Regions from separate parts of the Mus musculus genome. Here region 1 is linked to region 2. The links are chromatin contacts, called in public HiChIP or PLAC-seq maps. All regions are on one chromosome and are shown on one strand. Each heading gives the region's core, a stretch centred on a gene start, on an enhancer-like site or on the middle of the called end of the contact. The rest is flanking DNA. Distances are from core to core; before and after follow the strand shown.

Region 1 (4,979 bases), core at 1,455-3,954, 100 kb after region 2:
GTACCTCCCAGTGTGGTCCCCTAAACCAGAGGGATGTGGCTCTTACTTCCAGAATAGAGCAGGTTATAAGGCCTCAAAGATGAGTGGCTATTTGGAAGGTTGGTATAGCTTAGATAGACATTTTGGGGTGGGTAGCCAGACTCTAGGACAACAGGTAGGTGGGAAGACTGGCTGGAGGAAGCCTATAGAAGCCAGCCCCCCCACCCCCACCTGCCCCCAGTGGCAGCTGCTCAGAATCGCTACCTGAAGGGCACAGAGCACAGGGCACAGAAACTGATGATCTCAGCGGATTAGCGGAACAATCCCAACCCGATCCCGCGTCCCAAAGCTGGGTCTGCACAACCAGCTTGCTTTAGCTACTTAGGGAGGGAACATGGGGGCACAACCTTCTTAGAGGGCCTCTGTGCCCAAGGCCCAGTCTGGAGCTCCGGGCTGAAAATGACCTGTTGACAGTCCCTTCAGCACGGGGCACTCCAGAGTCTCCCCTTCAGCCCAGCACTGTGGTGTACCCCGGATTCTCCCCCCAGGCTGAAGACATGCTCCCACTGTGGGCATTCTCCTGCCTCAGCTTCCTAGGCAGTTAGGACAACACAGGGGAGACTCTAAAATAATCTTTCTTTCTTTCTTTCTTTCTTTCTTTCTTTCTTTCTTTCTTTCTTTCTTTCTTTCTTTCTCTCTCTCTCTCTCTCTCTCTCTCTCTCTTTCTTTCTTTCTTTCTTTCTTTTGGACACAGTGTCACAGTGTCTGTAGCTGCAAGCTGGCCTCTAATTCTCAATAATACCGAGGATGGCTTTTAAATTTCAGATCCTCCCAAATGCTTGGAACGCAAGAATGTGTCCCCAGGACCCCTGGATTTGTGAGGCGCTGGAGATTAAACTCCGGGCTTGTACACACTAAGCAGCAATCTATATCCTCAGCCCCAAATATAATTTTTCAAAAATATTTTTCTACTTTTAAATTTCAATTCATGTATATACAAGTGGAAAGAAAAAAAACCAACAACAAAAAACTCGAGAGAGGGTCTCCCTATACAGCCCTGGCTGTCCTGGAACTCTGTAGACCAGGCTGGCCTTGAACTCATGGAGATCGTCCTGCCTCTGTCTCTGAGTGCTGGGATTAAAGGTGTACACCTTGAAACTTGGTCTGTTATAAACTTTAAGGTAATGAAACCACAGAGCCAGTGGGGTAGAGCTCAGCTCTCTAAGTACAATGTAACAAGGCCTGGGGCGGGATGCGGGTGCAGGGAACTGGGGTAGCCCCTTCAGTTTTGCCTCTCAGGGTTCCAAGTTTCAGAAACCAGAGAGGGCACCAGAGTCAAAGAAGCAGAACACACGCCTTGGGGTGAGAGAGCGGGCTGCAAATTCCGGGTCTGTTCTTTCTTCTTGAGACTATTTTTTTCATCTGTAAATAGGATCCATCAAGTCATGCTGGCTGGAGTGGGATTGGGTGTAGAGCTAACATGTTAACATGTTAGAGCTAATATGTTAGAGTACTTGCCTAGCACACTCAAGACCCTAGTCTGGGACTCCAGCACCATAGGTAAACAAAAACCTGATTCAGAAATTACCTATCAACCCGGAGAAGGGTGTTCTATACCTGTAATCCCCACACTCAAGAGGCTGAAGCGGGAGGATCAGGAGTTCAAGGCCAGATTAGGCTAGTTAGTGGCAGGGGTGGAGGAAGGAGGAGAGGAAATGAAGTCAGAGGCTTGCCCAAGACTCCCACCTACAAAGTTTCACCTGACTCTAAAACAATGGCTTTTCCACGGAGAAGGGACTAGCGCAGTGGTGGCCACCACCCTTGCCCCACTTAGCCGGGGCGGGGCAGGCGGGCAGGCTCCAGTATGGTGTCTTGGTGTGTCACCCCCGCCGTGAGAAGCATTGCGGTGACCTCCGGGGAGAGAGCTAGGCACAAGATGGATGAGACATACATAGCAGCAGGTTTCTCTCTTTCCTCTGAGGGGGTGGCGGCTGGGATTACCGGATCAGTGTAATCCTGTGGGTGGGTGGGAAGCAGGTCAGGTGGCGGGAAAGGGCAAAGGCAGAGAGGCCCAGAGGCAAGAGCCAGCTTGGGGCATGGAGGAACTGCAGGGCAGGCAGCAGCCAGTGGGGCTGAGAAATAGGGCGAGCCTTGGCCAGGCAGGACGGGTGGACGCACTAAGAACTTTCTAACCAGGTTTTTTTTTTTTTTTTTTTTTTTTTTTTTAAACTTGTCTCCTTTCTCGTCTCCCTTTCAATGCTTTCTGTTTCTCAGGCAGGGGGCCAGGGCTGTCTTCCTTCTTCCCCACTTCTTCTCAACCCACCCCCACCCCTCTTCATCCTCTTCTGAACAGCTGCCCCGCCCCCACAGGTCCAGTTCACACCCACCCCTTCCCCTCCCCTCCCCTCCCCTGACAATGAGGACTGAACCCTGAGACCGACTAACCAGGGCATTGTCCCTTTAAGGAATCCCGAAATCCGGACACCCGTCTCCTCCCCCACCTGAGAACCAATTTGGGTTCCCGAATTCAACCAGAGGCTTTTGTGTGTCACGTGTTTGGGGAACAAAGCCCTGTGCGGCAGGAATAAAAAGCTCCCATTCAGGAGCCCGTTTGTTCTCCTGCTAAACGTTTCCACTCCAGCCTCGCCTCTCTCCCGGGTTCCCAGGGCCGCCTAGCTCGGGCCTCACCTTCCCCGCCACAGCTTTAATGCCCTACCCAAAGCAGGTGGCCACAGACCCAGGGCCCTGCCCACCTTTTCTTCCCGAGAGATCAGATGACACCAGCTGGCCCAGAGCTGTACCCTGCATGCTCTGTGCCTCTCCTCAAGGCATCTGAGAAGACTCGAGGCTCACGGAGTTTAGGTAGCTGCCTGAAGTCCTGCATCTGGGAGTCTGGACACTTAGCTGGGTCCTGCAAGACAGGGTGACTAACTCAAAGCAGGCAGCCTGTGGGGTCAGTCACCTGCTTCGAGGCAGACAAGTTGGAACCTCATCTCTGAGGGAAATCGTGGGTCGGTCAGAAGCACTGTGGAAGAGCCAGGGAGAACAGGAAGAACCAATACTTGACTCATCTTTAACCCCCAGCACTCAGGAGATAGAAACAGGTGGATCTCTTGTGAGTTCAAGGCTAGCCTGTTCCACACAGCAAGTTCCAGGCCAGCTGTGGCTACATAGTGAGATCCCTGTCTCCAAAATAAAAAGGGATGGGGGGAAAATATATTGATCTGAGATGCTAATTGATACGTTGCCAGAAAGGTCAATAAGTTATAGTGTCATCCCATCTGTGTAAGGCAAGGAAGGGGCTGCAGAGATGCCTCTTAAGGAAGACTTGGGTTCTATTCTGGCACGTGCATCAGACAGTTCACAACTGCCTGGACCGCCAAAGGAGCCAATGCCCCTGGCATCTGTGGGCACCTGAAATCACATTGTACGTGTTTTATTTGGTGTAATGTCTCCCCCCCACCACCACGTCTGCCGCCTCAGCCTCTGTTGCTAGGGTTGCATGTATACTTGGCAAACAGGACTTCCTCCTCTCTTCCTGGGACTGGGCATTGAACGAGGGTCTTAACACCCTTAGGCAAGCATCCTACTGTGGGGCTGTACGCCCAGCCCCCAGTCAGCCACCTCAAAGTGTGCATCAGAGGCTCTTCCCAGTGCCGTGAAGCCCCGATTCCTTCCAGGCCTGCCTCTCTTCACCTGGGGGACAGCTATGCCTCATTAAACCATCTCTCCTCTCCTCTCCACCAGTCTCCGCAGCTCCTCACCTGCCTTCTGTTTCTCAGGATTCGGCCCAGTTTTTGGTATTTCAAGTAGAGGGAGATACGTGTGGTTTCCTGTCTAGGGAACCAGAACTGTGTTTACTTAGCATGGTTTTTTTGTTTATGTGTGCATACATGTGTGTGCAGATGTGCATTATCAAACGTGTAGGTTAGGAGGTCCCTGTGGAGTGTCTTTCTCAGTCACCATTTTGTTTTTATTTTGGGGTTTTTTGGTTTGTTTGTTTTTATTTGGTGTTTTTTTGTTTGTTTTTGTTTGGGCTTTTCTTTTCTTTTCTTTCTTTCTTTTCTTTTTTTCTTTCTTTCTTTTTTTTTTTTTTTTTGGTTTTTCGAGACAGGGTTTCTTGTGTAGCCCTGGCTGTCCTGGAACTCACTCTGTAGACCAGGCTGGCCTCAAACTCAAAGATCCACCTGCTTCTGCCTTCCAAGTGCTGGGATTAAAGGAGCGCGCCACCACTGCCCGGCTTGTTTGGGCTTTTTGGTGTATGTGTGTAGTGCGTGAATGTATGTGTATGTGTGTGCACACATTGTGTTTGGGTGCATATGCACGTTTGTGTGTCTGTGTGTGTGTGTGTTCATGTCTGCATTAGTGTATGCCCACACCCAAGTGCGGGTATTTGTGTGTGTGTATGTATGCATGTGCTTGTGTGTGTGTGTGTGCTTGCATTTGTGTGTTTGTGTACTCGTGCCTGCATGTGTATGTGTGTGTACATATGCGTGTGTGTGTGTGTGTGTGTGTGTGTGTGTGTGTGTGTGTGTATGTACTAACGCTAACATCAGACGCCTCCCTCAATTGCTCTTGAGCATTATTTACTGAGTCTGGGACTGCGCATGAACCAGGAACTGCCCAGTTCTGGCTAGCCTAGCGAGAAGGCTTGCCCTGGCTTGCCAGGTTTTATGTGGGCTCTGAGGTCCTTACCTCCTGTCTTCACACTTGCATGGCAAGAGTTTTAAGCACTGAGCTGTCTGTCCAGGCCTCATTGAGAAGGGTCTCTCCCTGAACAAGTAGCTTGCTGACTCAACCAGACATGCTGGTCAGGAAGTCCCAGGCATCCCCCTGTCTCTGACTCCCTGGCACTCCAATTACAGGCCTAAGCCTCTGTGCCCAGCTTCACATGGGTGTCCTGGCTCTAAGTCAGGTCCTTAGCTTGTGAGGCAAACACCTCCTGGGTCGAGTCATCTCTGTAGCCCCTACTTATGCGTAGCAAGTGTCAGCACACTGTT
Region 2 (5,112 bases), core at 2,395-4,894:
TTCATGCAAACAGTTTTACCTGTTCAAAATAGACAAACTTAACTGCCCTATCTGTGGTCACATGACTCCAAGTACCCCATTGTTTCTGCAGATAGTAGGAGAGGCATGTCTACTGTCACAAAACGGTAAAACAATCAGGAGGGGTGCCCATCTGCAATCCCAGTACTTGGCAGGGACAAAGGAACATTTAAGGTTGCCAGGCAGTGGTGGCGCATACCTTTAATCCCAGCACTCGGGAGGCAGAGGCAGGTGGATTTCTGAGTTCGAGGCTAGCCTGGTCTACAGAGTGAGTTCCAGGACAGCCAGGGCTACACAGAGAAACCCTGCCTCAAAACAAAAACAAAAAGGAACACTAAGGTTATCCCTAACCATGACATAGTTTGAGGCCAGGACTGGATTTCCTAAGACACTTTCACAAAGAAACAGGCTTGCAAGATGGCTTATGGAATAGACTTGCTGCTGAGTCTTAGAATCTACACAGTAGAGAATCACTGACTGCGCACACACCAACAGCAAAGTCTCACACTCCTGGTCCTGACAGAACACAATGTCTGACCAAGTTCAGCTTACAAAGCTGTCCTGAGGCTCTCCGTAAGAAGCATAGTGAAGTGTGGGCTGGCTGCCTGGGCCTCTACCTGCAGGAGTCTCCTATGCAGGCCTCTCCTTGGGTTACAGTAGCTCCAACTGACAACGGGGCAACTTGGTGACTCCGGGCCCATAGCTTTCATTAGGTCCCCAAGTGAAGCTGTGACTCACATGTACTGATGATTTCTGAGCACAGCCAGTGAAAGCAGCAGCCTAGCAAATGAACTCTTGTGGTCGGTCCGCTAATCCAGGGCCGCCTAGAACCTGCTCTACTCCTTCCTTAGCTTCCCAAGTGCTAGGCTGACAGGAACAGGGCCTCAGACCTGTGGCTAATAATCCAAATCATCTGGAAAGACAGGTGTGGCCTGCCAGACATTCCATCAAGAGAACTAAACTAATCCTACAGAACAGGAACACCTCAGACAACAGACCAAGTCACTTACCAACTGCTAAGCCTCATCAACCCTATCTTGAACAAACTAGCAGAGACATACATCTCCAACAGATTTATTTTTAAAGGAATGACCTAAGGGAGAAAAAAATGGGGGTACAGAAGTATGGACTAGAAAATAAATACAAATGTAAGCTGTTTTACTAATTTTATAACCACAGACTTGTACAGAGAATGAAGCCCTGTACACAACACAACAGATTCAAACGAGGTGTTCCCTTAGCAAGGCTGAAGATTCAGTCTCTGGTATTTGGAATTTGGATGCAGTCCTTGTTTTTGGATGGATCACTGGGTGTTTGGCACAGTCCATGCTTTTAACCAGATTTGAACAGAAGAATGGCCACCTGACCCAGGTAGAAGTAGATGAAGTGTTTGGTTTCATGTGTCACATAACTACCGAAGTTTCGGCCCACAATGCAGTGCCAGGTAGGGTTGTACTTCTTGTCAAACTCCTAGGAAGAAGAAACAGAAATTTAGTGGTACACCTGGAGGATTCACTTTCCAGAGCCTGTAGGACCAGAAAGGGCAATCCTGGCATCTGTAATTGTCTCCACACTGGGACTGAATCCAGGGCATGGGCATGCAGGCAAGCGCTCACCACAGCCCCAGCAAATTCTTAAGAGAATGTTCCCTGGCTTTAAATCATCTACCTAATGCAACGTGCTTGCAGTCTGAGGTAAACTGAGAATGGGAGCTAAGAAGATCAAAGGTAGAAGGTCATTTTCAAGGACAGTTCTGTTTCAATGAGGGCACTTCTGGACTACTTTGATTTTTTTGTTTTGTTTTGTTTTCTAAAGACAGGGTCTCTCTGTAGTCCTGACCGCACTAGAACTGGTTTGGTCTCAAAAATCAAAGAGATCTGCCTGCCTCTGCCTTCCTAGTGCTGGGGGGTTAAAAGACCCATCATCTGCACCTCACCTCTGACTCCAGCAATTCGATGGAGGTAGATGACATCAGCATTTGCAGTTCATCAGGCTCCACCACTGTATTTGCCATGCACCCCAAATCAGGAAGACAACCACCACCCCCCCCCCCAAAGACCAAAGGACAAAGTCTCAATTACCACATAAATCAAGCCAGGCTGAAAAATGCAACAGAACCTGACAGTTAAATGCCAGGACTTTATCTTTTAAAATCGCTCTCCTCCACATCTACCCAGTCTTAAAAATTAGCAAGTTAGAGAGCATCTGCTACCTGATTCTCCCATCCCATGGACATTAAAACTAGCAATGTGTTCATTTCTTCACTAGTTGGATAGAACCAGGGCCAGAGATGATGTAAAATTCTTTAGGGCTCCTACTATCTTATCGGGCAATCGGTATGAAAACCTCATTTATTAAGCAGAATGTCTCTCTTACAATCCAGACGCACATACTGCTGCATTTGTCAAAAAAAGATATTCAAGCCGGGCGTGGTCTCGCACGCCTTTAGTCCCAGCACTTGGGAGGCAGAGGCAGGCGGATTTCTGAGTTCGAGGCCAGCCTGGTCTACAAAGTGAGTTCCAGGACAGCCAGGGCTACACAGAGAAACCAAAAAAAAAAAAAAAGTATTCATTTTTGTTCCATGTGAGTCTTTCATCCTCCCGTTCTCCACTGGAACCCTCCCACGGCTTCGGCTTCCAGTTTCCTTCCAGCAAACATAGCTTGAGAAGTTGGCAGTCTTGCGCCAGCTTTCTACAAAACTGCCATTTACCAAGCCTCCACCCAAGCCCCCCAAACCACCACTGCCACCCACTTTCCCTGAACTGTCGACTAACTCCCGACTAGAAGGCTGGCAAGATCTCCTCCTAGCCCGGCTGGAAACACCCACGCAGGCAGGCGCAACCCCCCCCCCTCCCGGAACACCCAGATGGATCCTCGGCGCAGGAATTCTACAGCAGGGGGAACTGCTCGCAACTCCCTGATCTTGGAAACCGTTGCTAGGTGGCGCTTTCCCCCAAGGAGCTGGGGGTTTAAAAAAAAAAAAAAAACTTCTGGCGTTGAGGGTCTGGTCTTCCCCAGAGGAACGCGAAACCCTTGCGTCCTTTCTAGAACTATCCATCCCGAGCCGCCCTGAGTGCTACAGGGAAACTGCCAGGCGCCCAGAGGACGCAGAATCGGGGAGTAGGAACTACGCGGCGCCGGGTCCTCACCTTCTTGATATGGGCCGCAATATCCTTCTCGATGTTGTACTTCTCCAACGCCTGGGTAGCGCACTCCACCGAGTCCTGTTGCATCTCTTCCGACATGTCTGCATTTTTGATCACCGCCTTCCGGTCGCACATGGTTACCTGTGTGGTGACGAAGCGCAGGGAAGAGGGAGAGGGGTCGGGTGCGGGCCGCGCTCGCTGCCCTCCCGACCGGCGCCCCCCTTGAGGACGACGCCCCCACCCGCTTCCGAGGGGCAGCTCCCGAGGTCCGCACCGCAGGCCCGAGGTAGGGGGGACGGGGAGGACCCGAGCCCGGTCTCACCGTGGAGCAGAGGCCAGCCGGCTGCTGCGAGCTCCTAGGGAAGGTGCGGGCGCCGCTCAAGCAGCAGAAGACAGCCGGTCGCTACCGAAGCCGTGGCGCATCTAAGCTGCCCCACGCCAGCCGCCGCCGCCTAATCCCTAGGCCCCGCCCTGCGCCCGCGGCCCCGCCCCCGGCCCGCGTCGCTATTGGCCATCCGCTACCGCCAGCCTCTCCCGATTGGCTAGCGGATTCAATGGTTCCCTCAGGATCTTTCCCCCGCGTTTTGTTGCAGACCACAATGCACCGCGCACAGCGTCGGTTGCCCGGGCGATGCGCGGCACGCGTGCGGAGGCCCACACACCCTGAAGGCGGAGCCCCGGGTCGAGTGGCTGGCTCCCGGACCACCCAGCAGTCTGGAAGGAGGTGAGGGCGGGCATTTTCCTCTCGGGGGCCCCACTGAGGTTAGCGCAGGGTGTGTTCTGGAATCGCAGGTTCTAGAAGGCTGGGAGCTGCCGCCCCAGGTGCCGCCCATTTCCACCATCTCCCCCCACCCACCCGGGGTCCGCACGATTTATGGCCTTTGACAGGTGGCCTCGAGCTTAGCAAGGGTGAGCCATCGATGCAGTTGCACTCAGGGTCTCGTAGGGCTTGGTTCGAAGCTCTGCTGTCACATTCCTGAAGTTTGTAAGTAAGTGCGTGTGTCTGAGGAGGCCCTGGGCTTGAGAGGCAAGTTCTACGTTCTGCCACTGAACCCTGTTTTCTTTCTTTTTCGTTTTTTCTGCCCGTGTCCTCCCCACCCTACCTTAGCATCGTCTCCCTAAGTAGCCCCAGGATGATCTAAAGTTCGCATTTCTTCTTGGCGCCTCCCCCATGCGCCATCACACCGGGTTAAATTCCGAATTTTATAACATGACACTACATGCTTATTTCGTACTGTAGCCCCTGTGTAGCTGGTACTGCCCTAGGAGACCGTATACATACTGATAGCCTAATGATTGAAGGAGAAATTCGGGAAAGGGATCGCGTATCCAGGAGGTAGAGCCTGTCTGCCAGGCAGTGGGGACCTCAAGATCTGGAATGTGGGTGGATGCCCAGTGTGTACAGGTGAGGCTGCTTCCTCGGATAGAATGTCCATTTGGGCAAAGTTTCTTGGCTGAGGATTTATTTATACAAAGGAAGACGTATCTTAAGAAAGTGATCCTAAGATGTGTCTCCTCTGGCATTTATGACTAATCGTACCCACATAATAAATAAATAAATAAAAATAACAAAATACTGGGCTACCCCTCAGTCAGTAGAGCATTTGCTTGGTATGAGTGAGGCCAGAGGCTGCATATTTGATCCCCAGGAGGCTCCAGGAGGGAGTCAGAACACTGGAAGACAGGAACAGAAGGATCAGAAATTCAAGTCCAGCTTTGGATAGATGGCGCCAAGGCTAGCCTGGGCTACATGAGATCCTGTGTAAACTGCCCTCCCCCCCAAAAAAATAAATGAAATAAAACGAGTCAGCAGCAGTGAGTGGGTGCTTGACCTCTGCTCAGCACCGTACCACTCACAACAGCTGTGTCTGAGAGGATCTTCTTTTTCTTGCTCTCTTTAAAAAAAAAAAAAAAAAAAAAAAAAGCTGGGCGTGGTGGCACACGCCTT

What was found. HiChIP or PLAC-seq counts read pairs in DNA pulled down with a chosen protein or histone mark.
Region 1: an H3K27ac HiChIP or PLAC-seq map of embryonic stem cells shows a contact between it and region 2, with 10 read pairs. The contact joins the enhancer-like site here to the promoter of Dynll1 in region 2. A contact is called at or near these places in 2 of 39 promoter capture datasets (cranial neural crest and frontonasal cranial neural crest), 1 of 484 Hi-C or Micro-C datasets (embryonic stem cells), 3 of 115 datasets of contacts at active chromatin or transcription factors (embryonic stem cells and stem cell-derived anterior neural progenitor cells) and 1 of 9 other capture datasets (adipose tissue).

The regions. Positions count from the first base shown.
Region 1 is chr5:115,401,962-115,406,940 of GRCm38.p6, forward strand. It overlaps a transcript of Msi1 not described here. Among named protein-coding and RNA genes, the nearest start is that of A930005G22Rik, 25 kb to the right of the region's middle. Within about 2 kb of position 2,705, at least 105 of the 459 cell types and tissues checked have an H3K27ac peak or open chromatin away from gene starts, as enhancers often do. A contact at or near this core is called in embryonic stem cells and stem cell-derived anterior neural progenitor cells, where this site is marked.
Region 2 is chr5:115,297,346-115,302,457 of GRCm38.p6, forward strand. It overlaps Dynll1 (dynein light chain LC8-type 1), which reads right to left and starts at 3,645. Exons shown (of 3, transcript NM_019682.4): 1 at 3,487-3,645; 2 at 3,168-3,305; 3 at 1-1,488. The coding sequence starts at 3,299. The coding sequence ends at 1,351. Gm13830 (predicted gene 13830) reads left to right here and starts at 3,775. Exons shown (of 2, transcript NR_131932.1): 1 at 3,775-3,888.